Linked DNA regions of Mus musculus: region 1 is linked to region 2. The links are chromatin contacts, called in public HiCAR-type maps. All regions are on one chromosome and are shown on one strand. Each heading gives the region's core, a stretch centred on a gene start, on an enhancer-like site or on the middle of the called end of the contact. The rest is flanking DNA. Distances are from core to core; before and after follow the strand shown. Region 1 holds the start of Tmem150cos (transmembrane protein 150C, opposite strand). Region 2 overlaps Rasgef1b (RasGEF domain family, member 1B).

The links. HiCAR-type assays count read pairs that join an accessible place to other places.
Region 1: a HiCAR-type map of astrocytes shows a contact between it and region 2, with 5 times the contacts expected there. The contact joins the promoter of Tmem150cos here to the enhancer-like site in region 2. A contact is called at or near these places in 9 of 39 promoter capture datasets (the 3T3-L1 cell line, the C10 cell line, the HPC-7 cell line and 5 more), 1 of 15 datasets of contacts at CTCF or cohesin (the NIH/3T3 cell line), 9 of 484 Hi-C or Micro-C datasets (the HL-1 cell line, the HPC-7 cell line, cerebellar granule neurons and 6 more) and 3 of 115 datasets of contacts at active chromatin or transcription factors (astrocytes, embryonic basal ganglia and embryonic forebrain).

Annotation. Positions count from the first base shown.
Region 1 is chr5:100,071,935-100,079,442 of GRCm38.p6, forward strand. It overlaps Tmem150cos (transmembrane protein 150C, opposite strand), which reads left to right and starts at 6,028. Exons shown (of 5, transcript NR_045993.1): 1 at 6,028-6,206. Tmem150c (transmembrane protein 150C) reads right to left here. Exons shown (of 8, transcript NM_001382851.1): 8 at 5,938-7,508.
Region 2 is chr5:99,213,370-99,220,176 of GRCm38.p6, forward strand. Rasgef1b (RasGEF domain family, member 1B) reads right to left here. Exons shown (of 14, transcript NM_181318.4): 14 at 4,051-5,429. The coding sequence ends at 5,405. Among named protein-coding and RNA genes, the nearest start is that of Rasgef1b, 36 kb to the right of the region's middle. Within about 2 kb of position 5,167, at least 20 of the 459 cell types and tissues checked have an H3K27ac peak or open chromatin away from gene starts, as enhancers often do. A contact at or near this core is called in astrocytes, where this site is marked.

The sequences.
Region 1 (7,508 bases), core at 4,778-7,277, 860 kb after region 2:
TTTTCAACTCCGCTAATTGCTCTGTCTGCCGGATCCTGTATCGGAGACTATTGTATGGAAGGGCTAGCAGTGGCTGGTTTTGGTGTGGTAACACCAGAAATGGACATGGATGTCTTAGAGGTGTTGATAACCACTTTAGGTTGACAGGACTGGAAAGGGAAACGCCTACAATTTTACCTTGAGTAACTGGATAGCTGTTGCTATGGAGACAGTGACTTGATGTGTAAAGTGGAAAGCTGATGTAGACTGGGAGACAGAGGTAAGAAGTAACCAAACCAGTGAGTGCGAGCCCAGAGCCTAAAGCTCTGGCCTGACCGCAGAGCAGGCTGAGGTTGAGAGCTGATCGGCATAGAAATGCTGTTAAATCATGGAGTTTTGACTAGGGGAAGAGTTAGACCTGAAGTTTCAACTTTTGAGATTAAGCCTAAGAAGGAAGCAAGCCAAGCAGATGAAGAAGAGACTATGATGAGCCCTGACAGTAATGCAAGCGAGGGTCTAACTCCATTTTAATCCCCCCGCCCCCCATAGGGTTGCGGTCTTTGTTACTGGGTGTTAGGATTTTCAGTGCGCCCGGGAGAGGTGGGGAAAGGGATCATATAGAAACCCCTATCTGCCAAGAAAACACCAGGACGTGTTATTCAAAGCCCTAATTCACCAAAGATCATATTTTTCTGATCTTCCTAACAAGCTTTTAGGCCAAGTATATTGTTTGTCCAACTATTACCCATCATTCCATTCAGCTGTGCTTAATACATTTGTCTTTTAACTCTTTCAGCAAAGTGGCCTGGGTAGCTGCCAGAACTGGCAGAGTTCCAAGCTCGGGAAGGTACGGCCAATCCCTTCGAGCCGTTACGGGCATTGTCAGACGGTTGCTGTGGTGGCTCGCCAGGACTGTTCCTTGAAATTCCAGTGTTCAAATCCCAACGGGGTAGGCATTCAGGAGATAATTGGATGAAATGAAGTGTAGTAGCACCCATCTAGACCCTAGTACCCTGGAGGCTGAGCCTGGACCATCTGAATGTGAGTTTCAGATTAGCAGGGCCGCGTGGTAAGACTCTGTCTCAATAAATGAAACAAGTAAATAAATGTCATAAGGATAAGGCCCTGCTCCAGTGGGTCGGTGCCTTCATTAGGGGAAGAGAAGACAGGAGAGAGCTTGGTTTCACCAGTTTTTTTAGTCCCATGACTGTCTGATCTCTCTCTCCCTCTCCTCCCTGTCTACCTTGTGAGGACACAGTGAAAGGTCACCCAAAGCTCGAACCCTGAGCCAATTCCCCTGCCTCAGCGCTCTCACTGTATTGCTTCGAGAGCTTCCTAGTCAGGTGCTGCAGTTTGCACATTTGCTCCTGGGAAGCCGCTACCTCCATGCTGTGTGGGAACCCAGATTCACACCGCCTGCCGAGGAACCCAGGCTGCAAGCAGTCAGCTAGCCACTGCTTCCAGCCTCAGGCTTTCTAGTCAGTGAGCTGAGACCCTGGATACCACAGAGCAGAGATGTCTCAGCTGCGCCAGCAGCTAGCGCAGAGTCTGGGAGTCAGACAGTGGTTTTCTGCTGTTGCATCTTATGTTTGACCTGGCATCCAGCAGTCAACATAACTAGGACATCAACTAAGTCATGAAGTAAGTCAATGTTACGGAGCAGGACGCGGCCTCTCCTCCCCAGCACAGGCCTGTGCCACAGTGTGCAGTTAGGAATGTCAAGATCGCCCCATTCTCTTCCTCAATGGTGGTATTGCTTTTCTTTGGTATCTTAGGGTTTTACTGCTGTGAACAGACACGTGACCAAGGTAACTCTTATAAAGACAACATTTCATTGGGACTGGCTTACGGGTTCAGAGGTTCAGTCCATTATCACCAAGATGGGTGATCACCAAGATGGCAGTGTCCAGGCAGGATGGTGCAGGAGGAACTGAGAGTTCTACATCTCTGTCTGAAGGCTGCTAGGAGATGACTAGCTTCTAGGTAGCTAGGACAAGAGCTTTAAAGCCCACAGTGACACACTCCAACATGGTCACATCTCCAAATAAAGCCATTCTTAGCCTGCTTGCATATATCTGTACACTGTTATGAGCCTGGTCCTAGCAGAGGTAGAAGGTAGATGAGAGTATATCAGACCCCCTGGAAGTGGTGTTACAGATGTTGTGAGCCGCCATGTCATTGCTGGGAATTGAACCCTGGTCCTCTGAAAGGGCATCCAGTGCTTTAACCACTGAGCCGACTCCCCAGCTGCTGTGCACTGTAATCTTAGTCAGTTACAAGCATGTATGTACCTTATTAATGTCTCTGTGCATGTGTCATGACATACATGTGGAGGTCAGAGAGCAACCTTGTAGATTGGCTTCCTTACCACCTGGGTCCTGGGGATTGAACTCCGGTTGTCCAGGTTATCAGTAAGTAAGATCTCTCTGGCCCGAGATCATGTTTTACAAAGACTTAGTCCATAACAAATCCTAAGAACTAGTGTCGATGTAGACTCTGGAGGCTGATTTGAAGAGTGGAGAGACCACACCCAACTCGGTGAAGAGGGTGAGATTTTCATATCTGAAGGTAGATTACCCCTGGAGTCTCAGCAATAAGGAAAGGTTTAGAGGGCTGGGACCTATGGGACATTGTAGTGAGCTGGGATTTCAGTCTGAGGACATGGGAAAGCCCTGGAGTTTCGTCAGCACAGGAAAGAAAATGAACAAGTGTAGCCTTTAAGAGCCTTTAAGCTTTGTCGTGTCAGGAGCAGGTTGAAGGGAACCCATAATGGAAGCCGACCAGGTTTGTTGTTAGGAGACATCAGGAGAGATGGTTAGCAGATAGGGCCAGATGGTGGCAGTAGAGATTCACAGTCATCCTTAAAGACCTGGAGGGTTTCATGTAGCCCAGGCTGGCCTTAAATTTCGCCTTCCCTCCTCCCTGCTTCCCCCTTCCCCTCCCCCTTTCTTTCTTCTTCTTCTTCCTCCTCTTCTTCCTTTTCTTTCCTCCTCCCTCCTTCTTCTTTCTCCTCCTCCTTCCTCTTTCCTTCCTCCTCCCCCCTCCTCCTCTTCCTCCTCTTCCTTCTAGAAGTGGCCTCAGCAAGTAGTCGTGGTCACCCTGGACCTCACTATGACCTTGGAATCTCAGGTCTGCCTGCCTCTGCCTCCTGAGGGCTGGGATTGAAGGTGTGCGCTGTCATGCCTGGCTTGCACTCAGCTTCAAAGGTCACTTTGTTTGGGTTTCCCCACAAATATTGGCTGTGAGAACAGATACAGGAGTAAGGGGAAAGAGACCCCTGTAACGATTGGAAGACGCACATCTTTAACTTACACAGGACAACTGTTCAAGGGTGGGTTTAAGGGCTTGAGATAAAGGGTTAAAACTGAGATGCCTTACAGTGGAGATGTCGTTAATTAGTAAAGAGTGGACCAAGCAGGATGGAGATCTGGACTGGATAACTCGGAAGGGTTGATATATGGCAATACTTTAATCTTCCTTCTCTCCTTGTTTGAGATAGGGGTCTTACTATGTAGCTCATTCTAGAGTGGAACCCAGCCCTCCTGCCTCTGCCTCTCTAATGCTGGGATGACCATTAAATACTTCTGGCCTTTTCTCCTTCGAGAGGCTCAGTTGGACAACAGGAAACTCAGTATGTGTGGGACTTTGTTCCCTGACAGCCAGGGCTGCTCATTCTGTATGAAGATGCCCCAGCTATGGCTTCCTATGAGTGCTGTGAATTTCAGCTCTAAGGGGTCACACTGAGCTCCATCTGTATTTGTGTGAGATCGTTTAAAAATAAAAAGGGTTGGAAGATCCCATTCCTATGCCCAGCCTCCCAACCCCCGTCCCTGACCAGCTACCTAACCACTGTGGTTTTTGGATTGAATCACACATATCTAAAACTTAAAAGATGACGTCCATATGTAAGGGGAAATATGGTACTTATCACTTTGGATCTTTGGTAACCCAGATGACATGACATGGAACCTGTACAAAATACTGCGTAAGATGGCCAAGAACTGGGCCTAAATGTCATGAGCCTAGGGGAGACCCCACTGCAGTACAGTGGTTCTTAATGACACATTTCTATACCATAGCTCACAGACTAAGCCCTCATCAAAGAAGCTGCTGCTCTGAGTAGATGGTAATTAGCAGAGACCCACAACTGGACAGTGTGCAGAGAGTGAGTTTGGAGCACTTAGCGCTAACTGGGAGGCCTTTATCGAGACCCCTTCCCTCGGGCTGGAGAGATGGCTCAGCGGTTAAGACCACTGACTGCTCTTCTAGAGGTCCTGAGTTAAATTCCCAGCAACCACATGGTGACTCAACCACATGGTAGCTCACAACCATTTGGGGATCTGATGCCCTCTTCTGGTGTGTCTCAAGACATAGACAGTGACATAAATAAATCTTAAAAAGGAAGAAAGAAAGAAAGAAAGAAGACCCCTTCTCTCAAGACCCCTCTATGCAGAAGAGGAGGCAGAGAGTCAGAGCCAGAGGTGATGATCCCAAAGAAACTGTTTCTAGACACCATAGAACTGATGTCTAGAACACACATGTGAACTCAGAGCCGGTGACAGTGACACAAGGCCTGTGTAGGTTCAAACCAGACAACATCCCAGCCCTGAGGAAGGAGAGCAGACAAAAAGTCCTTCCTACTCCTAACCAGGAAGATACCCATAACTGGTATTTTCTGGGACACACAGCTTCCTCAAATGGAGTGTCATTGGGTATGTCAACAACACAACTGGGCAGATTCCATGTGCTAACACACGTACACACAAACACCCCACGTCCTTTTGTGAGATCTCTGCATACTGGCTGGTTTTGTGTCAACTTGACACAGGCTGGAGTTATCACAGAGAAAGGAACTTCAGGTGGGGAAATGCCTCCATGAGATCCAGCTGTAAAGCATTTTCTCAATTAGTGATCAAGGTGGGAGGGTCCCTTGTGGGTGGTGCCATCCCTGGGCTGGTAGTCTTGGGTTCTATAAGAAAGCAAGCCGAGCAAGCCAGAAGAAGCAAGCCAGTAAGTAACATCCCTCCATGGCCTCTGCATCAGCTCCTGCTTCCTGACCTGCTTGAGTTCCAGTCCTGACTTCCTTTGATGATGAACAGCAGCATGGAAGTGTAAGCTGAATAAACCCTTTCCTCCCCAACTTGCTTCTCGGTCATGATGTTTGTGCAGGAATAGAAACCCTGACTAAGGGGCTGGTAAGATGGCTCAGTGGGTAAGAGCACCCGACTGTTCTTCCGAAGGTCCAGAGTTCAAATCCCAGCAACCACATGGTGGCTCACAGCCATCTGTAACAAGATCTGACGCCCTCTTCTGGAGTGTCTGAAGACAGCTACAGTGTACTTACATATAATAAATAAATCTTTAAAAAAAAAAAAAAAAAAAGAAACCCTGACTAAGACACTGCGTTTTGCCTTACTGGTTTTCTTTTTAGTTTGCTTTGATTTTAGCTTCTTATGAAGAGAGAAATTGGACGTGGGGGTGGGGAAGATCAGGGAGGAGAGAAAGAATATGCTAAAACTTTATTGTACAAAAAATATTTTCTCAGACAAGATGTTTGGCTTTCGATTCCATTCCTGCCATGGAATTCCTAACACCCATAGGACAGAACAGCAGTGTTTTATTCATAATGAACATCTTCTGTTTGTACCAGACTTCATGCTACTGAGGTAACTTTAGGATGAGGCTGCTCACCAGGTGCTTAGACCTCCAGCCTACCTACTTCCGGGAGGTTGGGGGGCAGCTGGGATGGAGAGCCTGGGGTGCACTGAGGGCAAGGGAGCCAGCCCCAGGCCTGCCTTCTTCACCCATGCACCTCTTCCATTTGACTGATCCTGAACTGTATCCGTCACAATAGAATGAGCATTAAAGAACGTGTTCTGCAAGCTATCCACAGCAAGCACGGACGTGTACGTGCACACCCACGAAGAACTGTTAGTGTAAGAAACAAGGAAGTCAGGATTTAGCATAAAACCCCTTTATTCAGTGGCCAGGTCCCAGTGAGTAATGTCAGTATTGGCTGGATGCTGCTGCTGCCGCTGCTGCTGCTGCACACTCTTAAGAACGCAGAGAAGTGTGTCACCGAAAGCTCTTTACTTGGAGTGTGGAGAGTAAAATAAAACCGTTTGTTCTTTGATAAAAATCTTTAAAATAGAAAAGTGAAAAGGAGGAAAGAAGAGAAACCTCATAGCAGTTTCAAAACTAACAGACATCCCCCTGGAGTATTTACGGTAAGACGCCTTTTTTAATAAGAGAATACTCTACTCGAGGCTTTCTCACACCACTGGGGGCTTTTCACTCCCTGCCCTGCCCTGCCCTGTAGTGATGAGTCCTCCCCCTCCTTCTTCACTCTGTCTTCCACTCTGTCGTTTGTCTCTGAATCTCTTTGATGCTCCTCACCTCCACTCAGAAACGAGCAGCAAATCTGTTCATTTGGACATTTACTGTGTGCTCGTGCTCGGCGCTATGCTGGGGGGCGGAGATTTAGCATTTGAACCCTTCCTTGGGAAGCTATACTTCAGGGTGAATTTACAAAACAACGTTTTCCACATTACATTCCGGGCTGTCTGAGCCCCCTAGGAGTTTGGAGAGTTTTTTGAAACAATGTGGGAGGGGGTGCTTGTGACTTGGTTGGGGAGGGGGTGCTTGTGACTTGGTTGGGGAGGGGGTGCTTGTGCACTTGGTTGGGGGAGGGGGTGCTTGTGCACTTGGCACTCTGTTGTTGGCACAGGGATCTAGGATGGCCTTGAACTCCTGCACCTCTGGGCTCATCTCCGAACAGCTTAGCAGTATTGCAGCTCCATTTGTGCCAATGTGATTTGCGGGAGGGCGATGTTTTTAATTTGCTTCTATAACTTCCAAATTTAATTTAAAGTCCCCAGTCCTCAAACTATAAAATTTGAGCAACACACGGATGTTAAAATCTCCCCTGGGTTGGACTAGCAGCAAGAGGGCTAACCTCCTGTCTTTCCTCAGAGCCCTCATACCTTTCACCTCCATGTAGATTTCTTTTGCGATTCTTCGAGAATCTTTTTTTCTTATTATTTCTTCAGATATAAATTAAGCTTGCACGTATACCCCTTTCATACTTGAAGCCAAAACAAGGTTCTTGCCTTTGGTCCACACCTTTGCCCACGAGGCCTACATAGACCCGTGAGAGTGGCACTTCAAAAAGAAAATGCAAACTGGAACTGTGGGTGATGCACTGTGGAAGGAAAAACCAAGCCACGCCCTCTCAGCCGTACCTCGTGCCATTCGCGGCTGACTGTCCCCGGTAGCATTCACGTTTGGAGATCTTCCTCAGGCAGAGTGACTCAAGTCCAAATGCTGGTGGCCGGCTTCTTTCCCGCTCACTCTCTGTAGCATGCTTCTCTCTCTGGATCCACAAAGCCGACCGCTGAACAGTGATGATGTCAGACTGATGGGAAAGCTCTGCCCACGCCTCTCAGGCCACGGCCAGCTTTAGTGCGGGGTGCATGCAGCCAGATGCTCCTAGGTTTCCACTCAAGTTCCCCTCGTGCTCGCCTCAAACC
Region 2 (6,807 bases), core at 3,917-6,416:
ATTGTGTGTCCCCAAAAGGAGGCCGTCAAAGGCAGAGCAGGCCTGGATCCATCACGCCTTTAAATCTTGGTAAGCCACAGCCAGGCTTTTGAAAATGGCGGGGTGGAAAGAGCGTCTTAGGATCTTTTCTACATATCTGGATTAGCGAGCACAATTGTAACAGCTGCTATGACAAAGATGGAGTCTGCACAACAAAGTCTTCGTGTGGTCCTTATCCATTTTCAATCTAGAACTTTTGAAATTATGTAACAGATCTTGCATAAGTCTATTTTCAGTGTCTGAGCTGGGTGACAACCACTCTTTTCTATGAAGAACGATCTTGTCTCCTGGCACACGGCTGGAGGGGTGAACTGAGCTTCTGTCAGGCCTTCATCTGCTACAGAGTAGTAGCCATTAGCCTCTTACCCCTTCTCTCCACAAATACAATTAAACAAAACGCAAAGGATTCTGGCAGAAGAGAAGGTGGAAGCCCACAGCCAGGATGCTGCAAGCACTTGCTAATTTACCTTTGACTCTCAGCAAGCTGAGGAAGTGAATTCTAATCCTGAAGACCATTAGGCCCCAGCATTCCACTTCTCTTTAGTTAGCACAGGCCCACCACAAAGCAGACCCAGAGAAGCTTCCTGGAAGTCCCAGGAAACTGAGTTCAGTGAGGTTTAGCAACTGGTTCTTACTCGGAGTGTAGTGATTTGTAGGAACGTATTTCAAACGTAGCCCATGTCCTCAAACCATGTCAGTCACTGTGCTGGATATTTATGTTATCATTACCATCATGTACTGATAGCTACAGGGGAGTATTAACAATTTAACTCTAAAAAAGAAAAAAAAAACCCAACACACTGACTTAGATGTTCTTTGCTGGTCTCTGTAGGGACAGTGCCACCCACAATAGTTATATTAGAATCACTTTGATTTATTTAATTTCCTAAAACCAGATATGCCAATTATTTAAATGAAATCTGTGACTACAGGATGATAAGCAGTCGACTGTCTCTAGCACGTGTGTGCTCTCCAAGTACACATCTCCATAGCACCACCGATGATCTGCACTTAGGATTCGTAATCACTTGAAAAACAAAACAAAACAGCCCAATGCCGGTCCTCTAACCACTTTGTTTCAACTACACTGACAACATATTCTGCTAAACTGACTTTCCCACAGTGATTCATCAGGAGAAAAATGAGTTCACACTAACTTTCATTTCCCCAAGCCAGCGTGGGTGGGAAGGAAGAGAAAGCGGGTTGGTTGGAGGAGGTACAAGGCTTGCTTGGTGTTTCATCAGGGGGCACATGATTTCACTCTTTATTCTAATCAGTATCTGTCCCCTTCAGTTCCCTAAATTAGGATCTACACACTTTTTTCTAGAAGTGCTAAGTTGAACAACTTAGACACTCAAATGCTGACAGTTAACACTAGTCTACGACAGCTGCTGCATACTGTCCAGACTGGCTGTGCATACTTGGATAGAAAGAAGGAAGCAGAGGCTCACACACTGCAGACACTAGGCCTACTAAGACATGAGCACTACAATGGGAATTAGCGACCTAGGACTTCCTTCACTAAATTAAGTAAGAGAGAGAGAGAGAGAAGGAAAGAGAGAGAGAGAAAGAGGGGGGAGGAGGAGGGAGGGGAAGAAAGCAAGAAACCACAGAAAGAAAGAAAGAAAGAAAGAAAGAAAGAAAGAAAGAAAGAAAGAAAGAAAGAAAGAAAGAAAGAAGAGAGAGAGAAAGAGAGAGAGAAAGAAAGAAAGAAAGAAAGAAAGAAAGAAAGAAAGAAAGAGAGAAAGAGAGAGAGAGAAAGGAGAGAAGGAGGGAGAGAGAAAGGGAGGGAGGGAGGGAGGGAGGAAGGGAGGAAGGAACGAAGGAAGGAAGGAAGGAAGGAAGGAAGGAAGGAAGGAAGGAAGGAAGGAAGGAAGGAAGGGCGTGAATAGGCCTTGATTCCTAAGTACAGACTGGGGCACAGTTCTACTTCACACAGCGCCAGCCTGCACTTTTCAATGACAGTCCCTAAAGCATAATAAGGCTTAGAGACAAACCTCCAACCCCAACCCCACCATGCCTGCCAGCACTGAGTGGATCAAGTCACATGAAGCAGAGAACTGAGGCAACATGCCTGCCAGCACTGAGTGCAGTCAAGTCACATGAAGCAGAGAACTGAGGCAATTTTTAGTCTACAACAAAATCCTTAGGCCTGAATTATCCAGGACAGAGCCACCTTTCCAGCCATCACTGGAAGCCCAACTCTGGCCAAAGCATTGCCTTGCAAACTTGCTAAGGGTAAATAAAGCCCAGGGACTCACCACTATCCTCTCTTTGAGTTTAGTTAGTAGTTAGTAGTTTCCAGGTCATTGATCACACTCTCGTCCAGGAAACACATTCAAGAATTCCTTTGAACCCTTAGCTACAGCAGAAAATTGGCCCGAACCCCTCTATTCCCAGGCCGCCATTCTCCTTCCCTTAGAACAATGAGACTGTTTTTGGAATACAGGCAAGCATTGCCTTGTATTGAGAACCACAGGGTAATTAAAAAGCACTGGTGAATCCAGTGGGCCAGTCAGAATCCACAGATCAACTTCTAATGCTACAGTTGAGATGACAGTCTCCACACAGGAGGCAGGTGCATGGCGAGGGGATAGGACTGTGCCAGAAGAGAAAGCAAGAAGACAGGCAGACATGGGGAGAGCAGAGGTTCCAGCCAGGTACACAGGAGGATGAAAGTGTAATGACAGAAGTGACAGCAGAGTGTTAATTGTGGCATCTTTGTTAGCTATTGAAAACAGGCTGCCTGCTAGTGAGTGAACTGGGCTGTGTCCTCAAAAGAAGGAGTTATTTCAAGTCATAGAATCTCTCCTCTTATCTATCTATATCCATCCTCTACTGAGACCCCAGACCCCAGTTAGGCCCCAGCTTAAAGCCCTGTGGGTTTGAAATGAGTGGCAAGCATGCCTAAACATCACTGCTTTCATTGCCTAGAGCTGTTTACGATTGTATCTACTAAAATACCGTGAAGGCCACACGTGGCACAGATGGCAGAAATGCACCATGGTTTCCATAAAAGCTCACACAGGGTTTGAACCTCCGGTACATCAGGATAGTAAAACAAGAGCATGGTAACCATGGTTACAGAAATCCCGTTCAAACCACCTTGGAATTATATTTTTAGCTGGAGTCTTAAACTGGATCCAGGACCTCAGCATCACAAGGGCCCCATTTGCAGGTTGGAAATCTGCAGGGAAACAAGATTCCTCAAGCCATCCACAAGGACACAAAAGCTTGAGATGCCATGGTGGTTTATAGCTTCTGCTCTGAATTAAAAGGCCCACTTCAATCCTGTGCCTCTCATTAGGTCTGTGGGCTCCATCAAAATATATCCATTTCCTCTTCTGTACCCTGGCCCTAAGAAGTGGCACTATTAGGAGGTGTGGCCTTGTTGGAGTGGGTGTGGCCTTGTTGGGGTGGGTGTGGCCTTGTTGGGGTGGGTGTGGCCTTTGTTGGAGTGGGTGTGGCCTTTGTTGGAATGGGTATGGCCTTGTTGGAGGAAGTGTATCACTGTGGGCTTGGGCTTTGAAGTCCTATGTTTAAGCTCCACCCAGGGCGGAAGAGTCTCTTCCTGGCAGCCCTCAGATGAAGATGTAGAACTCTCTTTCCAGCACCATGCCTGCCTAGATACTGCTGTGCTTCCCACCATGATGATAATGGACTGAACCTCTGAAACTGTAAGCCAGCCCCAATTAAATGTTGTCCTTTATAGGAGTTGCCTTGGTCATGGTGTCTCTTCACAGCAATGGAAACCTAACTAAGACAATAACTACGGGTGAAAAGGACGATGTTTGCATCTGTGCCTACAAACCTTAGACTGTGTCTGAAAAATATTAGTGGCTGAATGTTGCCTAGGATTTCTTTGTAGAAAACAAACGCGCATCTGTGCCTATATTCCTAAGGTCTTTCCCTCAGGAGTGGATGAATTTTGAACCAGTTGAATGGCTATGGCTATGAGCCCATCCCTCCACCCACAATTCCATCCAGAAAGCAAAAGAAGACGCCACAACTCCTGGCTGCAGAGCTTAAAATGTATTGACATTGTGAAGGGACAACTTGGAGACAGGCCAAGCCTGTTGAGATGACGCACGGTTAAGACATGCTGATTCTCAGGATGGCGTCAGAAGGGTTAACCAACATGGCTGGAACTTGGCATTGTGCATTTTCATTAGCAGGGGATCACTACTCTAAAGTTTCTCCTAGAGTATCGTAATGGCTGCCTGCAGAACAACTACAGACCTAATTTAGATGTTAAAGTTGATCAGAATTATCAGCAACCTGGTTTGCATTTGGTCACTGCTGCGGGGCGAGGAGGTAAGTTTTCTTAATGGATTCCTTGTTTATATGTTTAGCCACCAACTGACTCCAGAGAATAATGAAAAATAAGTTAGGAAAAAAAAAAAAAACGACTGTGTTTAGGTCATGGATCCTCCCCCCAAGACCCTTAAAGTCATAGCATTTACATTTATGGGGATGGGGCAGCATCATGGAAAACTAAGTTAACAACAACAAAAACAAAACCTACTGAAAAATACATCTATAGGACACAGTGGTCAGCTGTAAACAGCTCAGAAGGGTAAAGAAAACATGGTCCCTTCCCGCAGGATGAGCAATCCTACAGTGACCCTTCCTGCAGGATGGGCAGTCCGACAGTGACAATCTCTGCCTTTTTTCCCCCCTAGTGGCTATTTTCCTACCACAGTGTTGCGCTTCATTATTATATTAAATAACTTAATGGGTAAGAAGGAGTTTGCTAGCCAGCAGCCAACTCAAAGCCTTGGAGGAAGAGGGGGACGGGGGAGGGGTGTTGACAATACCGCACTGGGTAAGGGGATGTCTGCAGTAGAACCCCACCCAATCTTTGCCCTCACTGGAATACTGTTCAAGCTGAGGTCCAGGATCCAAACTTGGTGGGTGGGAGGGGTTTCCCCTCCCTCCCTCTCCCTTTTTCATTTAAATTAACAAAGAAACTTGGGCTTCCATAGAGCCGCACTCTGTGTAAGTTCCATTAGCAGCAAATGTTCAGGCCAAAAAAAAAAATATATCACAAACAAAAGTCCATCCAGGTGCAGAGCTGTGATTCACATGGAAATTCCAGAAGATGAATCATGCGCAGAGCCGGGGCTTTCAGAAGATTCTCCCTCAAGTGTCTTCAGTGACGATTTCAGTCTCAAAAGAGATCCAAGTCCATCTGTCAGCTGTGGGAAATGAATTTCCCGTCTGATCTACAGCTGGGCTTGCTTGCAGGGTCTGGGAGGCAGTCCCTAGTACTGGATGCCAGAAAACAAAGGCCAGCCCCTCCAGGGTCCTCTGATGCAGCAGTGGCAGCAGCAGCAGCAACAGCAGCAGCAGCATTTTCCAGATGTTAAACTCTGCCCAAAAGGCTGGACCTGTGGAATAAAGGAAACACTTTAAGGCAGAGGTCCAGTTGTATTGGCTCGGAATGCCTTGCTTAGTGTTCATCTCTTAGTGCTCATCTCTGCTACGTTTTTAAATGTGTCGTTTTCACAGAGTTGAAATGATGGGTTAGGGATCAAGGACTGACGTCCTGAATGGTCCTTCAGGCAAGACTGCTGGACACTTACTAGTTATTAATGGAGACAGCCAAAGCACTGCCTACGGTAATCTCTACCTTGAGTGGTATTCTATTAAATCAAAAAGTGCACAGCATTAATGACAATGAACTTTTATGTACGTGTGACACGCGTCTGGTTCACAGGCTTACTTACGTCTTAGGGCCTCAACTGCTGTGATAAAATGCAATAACCATGGGCAACTGGGGGAGGGAAGGGTTTATTTGGCTTACGCTTCCACGTCACAGGCCACCCTCAAAGGAAGTCAGGGCAGGAACCTGGAGACCAGACGCACTCTGTAGGTCAGGCTAGCCTCAAACATGTGGTTCTATTGCTCCAGCTTCCCAAGACCTAAGGGTCTAGGTGTGCCGACATGCCTGGCTTTCGACTCTCAAACACACGCCGGCCAGAAAAAGATTGTCCCTGAGCTTATACGGCTGTAAACAGATCCCCGGACGCGTGTCTGGATTCAGCCAGGATGCAGCCTTTCTCACATGATGTTCTAGTCCCACCGCTAAAGTCTTTGGTTTACATATATTAAATGCAGTGCACAGAGCCTTGAGCTATACTATTCAGTCTTTCCTGTCAAACCTTGGATTTGCAACCTAACTTCTGATCTACACCAGAACTGAGTAACTATAAAGAAATTATGGGTAGGCTTGGGTTTTTGTAACTCAGGAATCCATGAGCAATTCAGATACTGAGTATCTTGCAGAACCAATCTGTCTACTTATCCACGGCAAGGTTTCAGGTACTAAGAATCTTACCAAAGGCCCTGCTTGTTTGGGGACCGGAGGTGGGGGGAAGAGGGTGATGACAAAGAAGAAACATGATAGGCAAAGTTCACCCTAAAATATAAATTAAAGGAGTTAATACTCCATTTTTCCTTTGTTTTTGTGACATACGGTCTGACCCTGGAGCTTGTGCTGGTCTTAAACTCAGTTCCTCTTGCATCAGCTTCTTGAGTGCTGAGACTATAAGTCTGGGCTATTTCACCACACTGCCCATATTGGCATTGACTTTGGTGTATGTCTGAACTAGTCTTGATCATCTGGTATTATATTATGTCCTGGCTGCTTTTTGGCCTATTAAAATATCTTACATGCTTAAAATACAAATACTTGCAAATTTGTTTAAAAATACTAATAGAATAGCCAAAGGTTTGTTGTTTTTTTAACCTACAAATTATATTTTA